Regions from separate parts of the Anser cygnoides genome. Here region 2 is linked to region 1. Evidence: chromatin contacts called from public Hi-C data. All regions are on one chromosome and are shown on one strand. Each heading gives the region's core, a stretch centred on a gene start, on an enhancer-like site or on the middle of the called end of the contact. The rest is flanking DNA. Distances are from core to core; before and after follow the strand shown.

What was found. Hi-C and Micro-C count contacts between places; a contact is called where the count stands out from the background.
Region 2: a Hi-C map of liver shows a contact between it and region 1, with 1.8 times the contacts expected there. The contact joins the enhancer-like site here to the promoter of PLAGL1 in region 1. A contact is called at or near these places in 3 of 7 Hi-C or Micro-C datasets (granulosa cells and liver).

Annotation. Positions count from the first base shown.
Region 1 is chr3:57,612,391-57,616,419 of Taihu_goose_T2T_genome, forward strand. It overlaps PLAGL1 (PLAG1 like zinc finger 1), which reads left to right and starts at 1,279. Exons shown (of 8, transcript XM_066994220.1): 1 at 1,279-1,421.
Region 2 is chr3:57,810,187-57,813,896 of Taihu_goose_T2T_genome, forward strand. All of the region lies in intron 1 of PHACTR2 (phosphatase and actin regulator 2), which reads right to left. Among named protein-coding and RNA genes, the nearest start is that of PHACTR2, 14 kb to the right of the region's middle. Within about 2 kb of position 2,250, at least 2 of the 3 cell types and tissues checked have open chromatin away from gene starts, as enhancers often do.

The DNA of each region.
Region 1 (4,029 bases), core at 29-2,528:
CAATTGTTTGAGAAGTGGGGAAGACATTGAGATCGCCTGTTCCTGATTTAATTTGGAAATCCTCTTGAAATCCTCTTGATGCTGACGGACCAAACCAGACTCTACGTTTCTCTTTAGCACTGTGACAGACTGGGAGCAATCTCTTGAGACCAAAATTCATGGCTGGTTTGCTGCTGACAGAAACCACAGGTTTCAAAGAGCTGAGGAGAGAACGGATGAGGAAAATACACCTATGAAAATACACCTTGCTTGCTTTTTTATATGCATGTGCTAAATATGAACCTCGCCTTATCCATCCTTAATGTCCATAGCCTTTGGGGCCCTCAGAAGCTGCATTGCTCTAAGAGCAGCATGCAGCAATGGACAGCACTGGCTGTGCGGTGTTCACAGAGCTGTGATTCCTGTCCTGCCCTGCAGGAGCCACCTTTACACCTCTGTGACAGTGCCTATTGCAGTCAGATACTGTATTCCAGTGCAGTTTCTCACTGCTGGGGTAGCTATCCCGGCACAAGATAGGAGATAGATATGGCCCAGAGTACGTTTCTGTGCTCTGGCTGTAATATAGCTTTACTGCAGCAGTGATGTAGTTGCAAACTGCCTCACGTTGCTTCACTCCTCCTCCTCAGCTCCTCCAAGAGCATTTCGGCATCTCGCTTTGCCCAGGCCTTACGTATTTAGGTATGATTTTACAGTACATGCCATACGAAGTGAGGCTGAAGAAGTTGAATGTGCTCGGCCTGGAGAAGAGGAGGCTCGGGTGGATCTACTCGTGGTTTTCCAGGACTGAACCCGAGGCTGTAGAGCAGAAGGGGGGAGCGCTCTGTCCACAAGGACGCACAGTGACAGGCCAAGAGGCAACAGGCACAGGTAGCTTGAGGGGAAGTGCTGCCGGCAGGCGTGCACACGCGTACCCCCCGGCCCCTCAGCACCCTGCTCAGGTCGCCGAGGTGCAGAGATCCGAGACAAGGGTGCAGGACAGGACGCGTGCAGGACATTTTAATGCTCCCTCCTTTACAGGACCAAGCTCTACCCGATGAAAGCCAGGACATTTCCGCGCCTCCTTAGCAGCCCCGACAACTCGCTGCTGCACCCCTGACAATTTCCGCGGCCGTAAAGCTGCGATATTTCTACTTCACTTTAAAAAAAACACTAAAACTTTCCGGCCCGCGCAGCGGCCCAGCAATCCCCCCCTCGAGCCCGCGGCGGGCGAGGAGGGGAGAGGCGGGGAGGAGGAGAAGGGGGCAGGCGCCGCGTCCCGCCCGGCCCCCTCCGCCCCCCACCCCCGGCCCCGCCGCCGCCGCCCCGCCGCCAGGCGTCTCTCGGGGGCCGGGACGAGCCCCGGAGCCTGCACCGGAGCCGCCGCTGCGCTCCCCGGCCCGGCGCTGGGGCAGCGGGCGGCGCCCGCCGAGCCGGGCCATGAGGTGAGGGGCGGCCGCGCCGGGCCGGGCCGGGCCGGGACCGCCGGGAGGGGCGGCGGGGCGGAGGGGCGGGGGGCGAGCACCGACCCCGGGCACCTGCACGGCCGCGGGGAGGCCATTACGCCACAGGAGTCCGCCGTCGGGTTGGGTGGTTTTGTGCTTTTTTACTTTTTTTTTTTTTTTTTAACTCGTCGCCCCCTCGGCTGCCGCTGCCCCACGCCGGGTGCATCGAGGGGCTCGGGGCGGGGGCACCTCTCGGCGTCGCCCCCGGCACCCTGCGAAGCCCCGGCACAGGCTGCCCGGTAGCACCCCGGCAGCACGGAGCTGTCTGGGGGCTCGTTTCCGTGCCAGGAGCAGCCGCGGGCTCAGCCCGTGCCCACCGAGCTGCTGCCGGCTCGCTTCGGTCCCCGTCCGTCTCCAGCGGGCAGTGCCCAGCTGCCGCCGGGCCCCGGGGGAGACGCGGTTGCTTCCCGCCGGGGGGAGGAGGGATCTGCCGCACTGGACGGGTTGTTTGGTTTTTTGAAGGGTCTAAGTTTGTTAATGTTTAACTTTCAGTTTTGTTTTGCTCTCGTTGTTCTGTGAAAAGTCTGCGTCTCTCACAACCCAATGACAGTTTGGGTTTGTGGGCAGGTGAGTGCAGGACAGCCAAACTCTTCCCCAGCGGCTGCTTTCCGTGTTTGACTTGAGCATAACGTGCGTGGGCCTCCTTACAAAAGGCTAACCACCTCTGTAGCAGATATTTAAATTATTTGATGAGAGCACAAAGTAGTGTCTGTCTATAAAACGTGAGCTTAAATATGGTCTTCCACCTGCAGCTGATATCTTTAAATTTATAAAGGACAAAATCCAAGTTATGCTTTGGGTACATGATATGCATGTGTATGTATGTATATATACATGTCTATATGTATCACCTTGATGACAAGTGTCTTCAATAATAAATACAAATACCACCCACATCCTCTTTCTGAAAAGTGCTAGGAGAGGATGTGCATGGTGGTATTGCCAAAAGATTAGCAAATCCAGCTCTGGCAGAATGAGGAAGGAAGAAGCTCCAAATCTGTAGACCACTCAAGTCTCTCCTCGCTGCAGTCACAAAACTGCCATCAGCCTGTGGGACCTGAATCTCGGTTCTGCCAATGGTTGGCAGAAAATGTGTTTCGAGTCTCAGATGCCTAATCACGTGCAGCGATGCAAAGTGTCAAGTGGTGCTGCAAGGATTTGGCAACTTCTCTTAATTTCTTTGTCCTGGAGCCCTTGGGAGAAGTGGTACTGTTTCGACACTGGTAGAGCAAAGCGGTATCAGGATACTCCTAAAGCGTTTGGATCAGAGGCCAGTAGGGTTTCAAAGAAGAGGTCTTGAGTCCTCTTCCCTCACCACCTGCCCTGGCCTTCAGGTGATCTCTCTGGGGGCTGACCGCTGTCCTGGGGCAGGCTGACTGCAGCACTAGGAGAGGGGACACACCTCTTCTGCTCCCTTACGTTGGGCATGGCATACTTCTCCTGCAAGACACCAATATCTCGTTTTCTTGCAATGCCCTCCGCGTTGTACTGACCCACGTGTGCAGCACCTTCGTTGTGCCCTGACCCTTCACTGGAGAGAAATACAAGTGCTGTCGTTGGGAATTCCCATTCACTGGCCCTTCCCGTCCCTGCTAGGGCTTTGGAGAAGCTGCATACCAAGCACCGCTCCACCTCCGTGCGTGCCCAGCTGTAGCACTGTAAAACACATAATGGGGCTGTGCCAGGCAGGTGGCTCTGTGTGGAGCATGAGCAATTCCTCTCTGGACAGAAGTATGGATACAGTGACAGGATCAGTGACAAATTGTGTGATTATTATTTGATATTGCGTGCATTTGCTGCCGTGGTGCAGCTATGCATTTCGTATATTTTCCACCATTAGTGTGCACTTACTTGTCCTGCATTGTAAGTCAAAGCAGTCAAAATCTCATTTGCAAACCTAATGGGAGCTGGTATAGATCCTGGAGTAGTATAACTGCGTAATAGGCCGGCTGCCACAGTGTTCTCATTTTTTTCTCGGTGTCAGAGTGCATCTCTGACATTTGAACAGGACCTGGTCATTCAGAATTTATGGTAAATACTGATTATTTACGTAAGAAGTAGATTATGGGTTGAATGGGAATAAAATCAAGAAACAAGATCAGAAGAACTACCGGTTTCTGTGGCCCTACGCATCATAGTGAGAACAGCAGTGGGAGGTTTGGAGGGTTCTGTTCAGGAAAGCACATAAGCACAACAAGATAATTATTTCTTAAAGGCGGAAGGGGCTATTAAATAATGTACTTACACCTCCAAGTTTAACCAGGTTGAAGCCTTAGATTGGCTTCTTCAAGGTAAATTAAAATTGCTCTGCTTTTAAAATATGGAGTTAAATTGCTTTGAGTTCATTGCTTCTGAGTAGACGTTCTGTTTTTTAACATAGACACTTGTTCAGCATTCATTTTGCAGTAACATAAGCCAGCAGGTCACAGATTAATGCTCCCTGACTAAAGACAGTAATTTCTGTTTTCTCTCAATTCAATAATCTGCTCTGCAGTGAGGATCTCCTTGTTGTGAGGATCTGGGAGCACGCACGTTTCTTATTTCCCTG
Region 2 (3,710 bases), core at 1,000-3,499, 200 kb after region 1:
TCTGCTTAGCCAGGACATGCTGATTCTCTGATATACGTCTCCAACAGGCTTTTATGTCCATATCAAGAATTAAATCATGTTGGCAGCATTTTGAACAGGTAATGTAAAAGGAAGCGTTCAGATACTACATCGTCCTAAGGCTGCAACAAGCAGTGAAGTAGGCCACCTTATTTATTGCATCTTTAGGTCAAGGATATGTCTGAATCTGAAATAAGTTGGTGCATAATTTTCAAATCAGTAAAGAAACAACTATGCTGTTATGTCCTGACGTAACAATATTCTGCTGTAAGGATAAAACTACACACTTCGTGACCTGGATGGAACTACACCATGCCTCCTCCACCAAAGTCCAGGACATGAAGACCTTTCACCATGCTGCTCTAGCAACACAGTCTACCCCAAAGTTTTCAGAAAGCCAGCAGCGGTCCTGACTGTTCTTGAGGCACTGAAGCTGAAAGACACAAAGCACTTCTTGTGGTTGCTGTGGGGTGAGGCATTTGGGGCTCATTAGCCTTGTAAATGCTGCAATGGCTGTTTGGGGGGTGATTGGAGGTGTATGACTGCTAGATGCTTGTACTCAAACAGAACTTGGCTAGTAAGAGAGACTGTAAGGGCACCTTTTTTTTTTTCCTGTTATATTAATCTGTACAACTCTATGGGACATGGCCAGAACTTACAGATATAATTTACTGAATTTCTGATTTTGTTTGTACTACTCTAATGCCATCATTTTATAGGACATGGAGTACGTTCTATAAAATTGACTCAGTGAGAAATGACTAAGACATTTTCATGATCATTTCAGCCAATATTGAATAAATTATTGAGAGACGATTTGGTAATTTAGTAAGAGTGTTCTTTTTATGTTTCATTTGGAAAACAATAAAGCATGAGGATACAAGGGAAAATGTCTTTGTTTACTTGTAGTCATATTTAGTCTTTATACTTCTGTTTTTTCTCATAGAAAATTCTGCTGCACATGTACTAGCATACATGAATATTTTGATGTTATCTTTGATAGTTATCAATTGCATGTGAAGCACTTAACATTGCCAGGGTGTTTATCATGAAAGACAGCCTAAAAGCAAAAAACCTAGACAGGGCATCCTCCTCCAAGAATAAAGAAAGAAAAAAGTGTTTTTTTTTGTTTGTTTTTTGTTTTCCTGCCATGAAATTGTTTTTGAATTGCAAATAATGAGGGATGTTTCTGTTTTATGCTTCTGGGGAAAGTCATTCCAATTCCAGAATGTCCAGGCTGAGAGAAGGAATTCCTATTTTCAGGATCTTTCAGTTAAGGGATTTTACATCTGCCCTTAGAGCTGCATACATAACCTTTAAATCTCTAGCAGGCCAGGAAAACACCACGATGAGCAGCATCTGCTTCCATGCACATTGCCAACCAAAGTCTAAGTATGTATTTCTGAATACATCATATAGATCCCATTGAGTTTCATTTTAGAAAAGACTACTTCAGAGTTCAGCACGTACAAAAATTTCAGTCTGATTCTTTTTAATGGTTCTTTTTCAGAAGACTACATAATAAATGAAGAACTCAGCCTGAAAGTCTGCATTTATGACCTTGCTGTGGAGCAGGGTCGAAGCACTCTGTACGAATACTGGAAAACGTGGCTCTAATTAAAGCGGACTTCTCTCATAATGGATCAATGTCCAGGTGTGCAACAGGCTTCCCACCAAGGATAATAGCTTCTGTTAGTTCCCAAACAGCACAGACAACAGACCTTGCTCACCTGCTCCTCAGCAGTTTCTTTGACGGATCAATACAGAAACCACAAGCCTGGACCAAAGTACAGCAGAATCAATGCTGCAAGGAGATCCCATTTCACCAGTGCGACCGATAATGCCGAGCCGGCAGCATTGCCTCGGCTGAGCGAAGGGCAGATGACTGATGATAATATTTTGTATTGTTTAAATACATATACATCGTATTGCTTAAAAGAAAAAGAAGGTAAAAAAGGGGGGGGGGGGCTTCAGGAAGTGCAAAACAGTGCCATGCTATCCTATCCCACTCCGGTTTTATGCCTTTAAAGACTGCTGAGTTAGCATTTAAAGACACCAAAACTAACAAAGGCTCTGCCAGGACATGCAGAAAGGCGCAGACGTGCAACAAAGCCGGCTCTGAGCGGTCTCTTAAGGCTGCCGCAGAAGGGTTTGTGCGCCCACAACAGCAAAGCCGGCATTTTAAATTCTCCGCGCCGCGGGAAGGGCTGGGATGCGGCAGGACAACCGCCCCACCTAGCGTGCCGGCCCCGTGCAGCGGCTGCCTGCCGGCCCTACGGCATCGGTCACAGGGATCACAGAACCGCAGGGGCTGGAAGGGACCTCGAGGGATCGTCGGGTCCAACCCCCAGCCGCACGCGGCTGTGCCCCGGCCGGCAGCCCCGCAGCTGGGGGGGTTCGGGGGGCTGGACAGGTGAAGGGGCTTTATACATTCACTGCACAGGGAGAAATAAAAAAGATCACTCATATGTGAGAGAGACTCTCTTCCATAACTTACTTTAATGCAAACCAGTTGTTTAAAAGCAACGACCTTCTCACTCGCTGTTTTCTGTTGTAGGCACAGTGCTTTTCGGCTGTTCAAAAAATCCCGAGACGTGGACAATTTTTCTCCTCATCTCCACGGATGGGCAGAGAGCTGGTAAGGGTTCAGCACGTCAGCTCTGCTGGCCAGCACAGGCAGAAGGGCTCCTGCAGTAACCAACGCTAGATGGTGAGCAATTATTTTTCCCCGCTTTCTCCATACTCATTGGGTATTGCAATACTAAAGGTCTGGAGAATAAGGATTTTCCACTGAACAGGAACCAAGGGAGCAGAAGCAAAAGGTGGCTTGCTGGGGATAAAATGGAAGAGGTGGAAGAGAATTAAATGATTTTTCTAGTCAAAAAAGAAATAAAATTTAAAAGAAGTCACTTGCTCTGTTTGTGGACATAACGGTGGGATTACCAAAGAAGAGAACCAACGCTCTCCTCAGTCCCACTCCCAGGCAGGAGAGGTGGGAGTAACTCCATGCACCACAGACACTTCCACCCTGTCCCTGTCCTGATCAAGATAACAAGGAGCCCAAGCAGGGCTCTCATCCCACAAGGAAATCCTCTCGCATGAAGCTAAGCTGCCTGGACACCCGACATCCTCAGGTGTACCTCCACCGTGCTTTCACAGAAAGAAGTTAGAAGTTGCTCTATAACACTACCTACTGTCAAATGGTTATAGATGCTTTCCACTTGCTCCTTGTTTATTTGCCCTTGGAAAACAATCTCCCAGTACTTAGGATGGCACGTTTATTTTAATCATTGCTAAGCCTGGGTGATCACAAGATGTCTTAATACTTCTCATGTCTATTCAAATCAGCACTTTCTCAATAGACTGGAACTGGGAAATGAAACAAAACAAAACAGCCTCCCCAAGGACTGTGGTATCGAGCTACAAGTCACCTTGTCTTTGTAAAGTGTTGTGAAGGGCCCTTTTTGGGATAAAAGCTGCAGCAATATATTTCAGCCTGAGCCAAAGCCCCTTGAAGACGACAGCAACACTGCCAGCCACAAGTGTACAGACATGAATCAGGCCTCCAGAAACATGAGGATGACCTACAAAGAATATTATAACTTAATTTAGAAAAGAAAAAAAAAAGGGGGAAAAAAAAAGAGAACGGTAGATTTCTATGTTTCTTTCTTCTAATTTCTTCTAATTTCTGA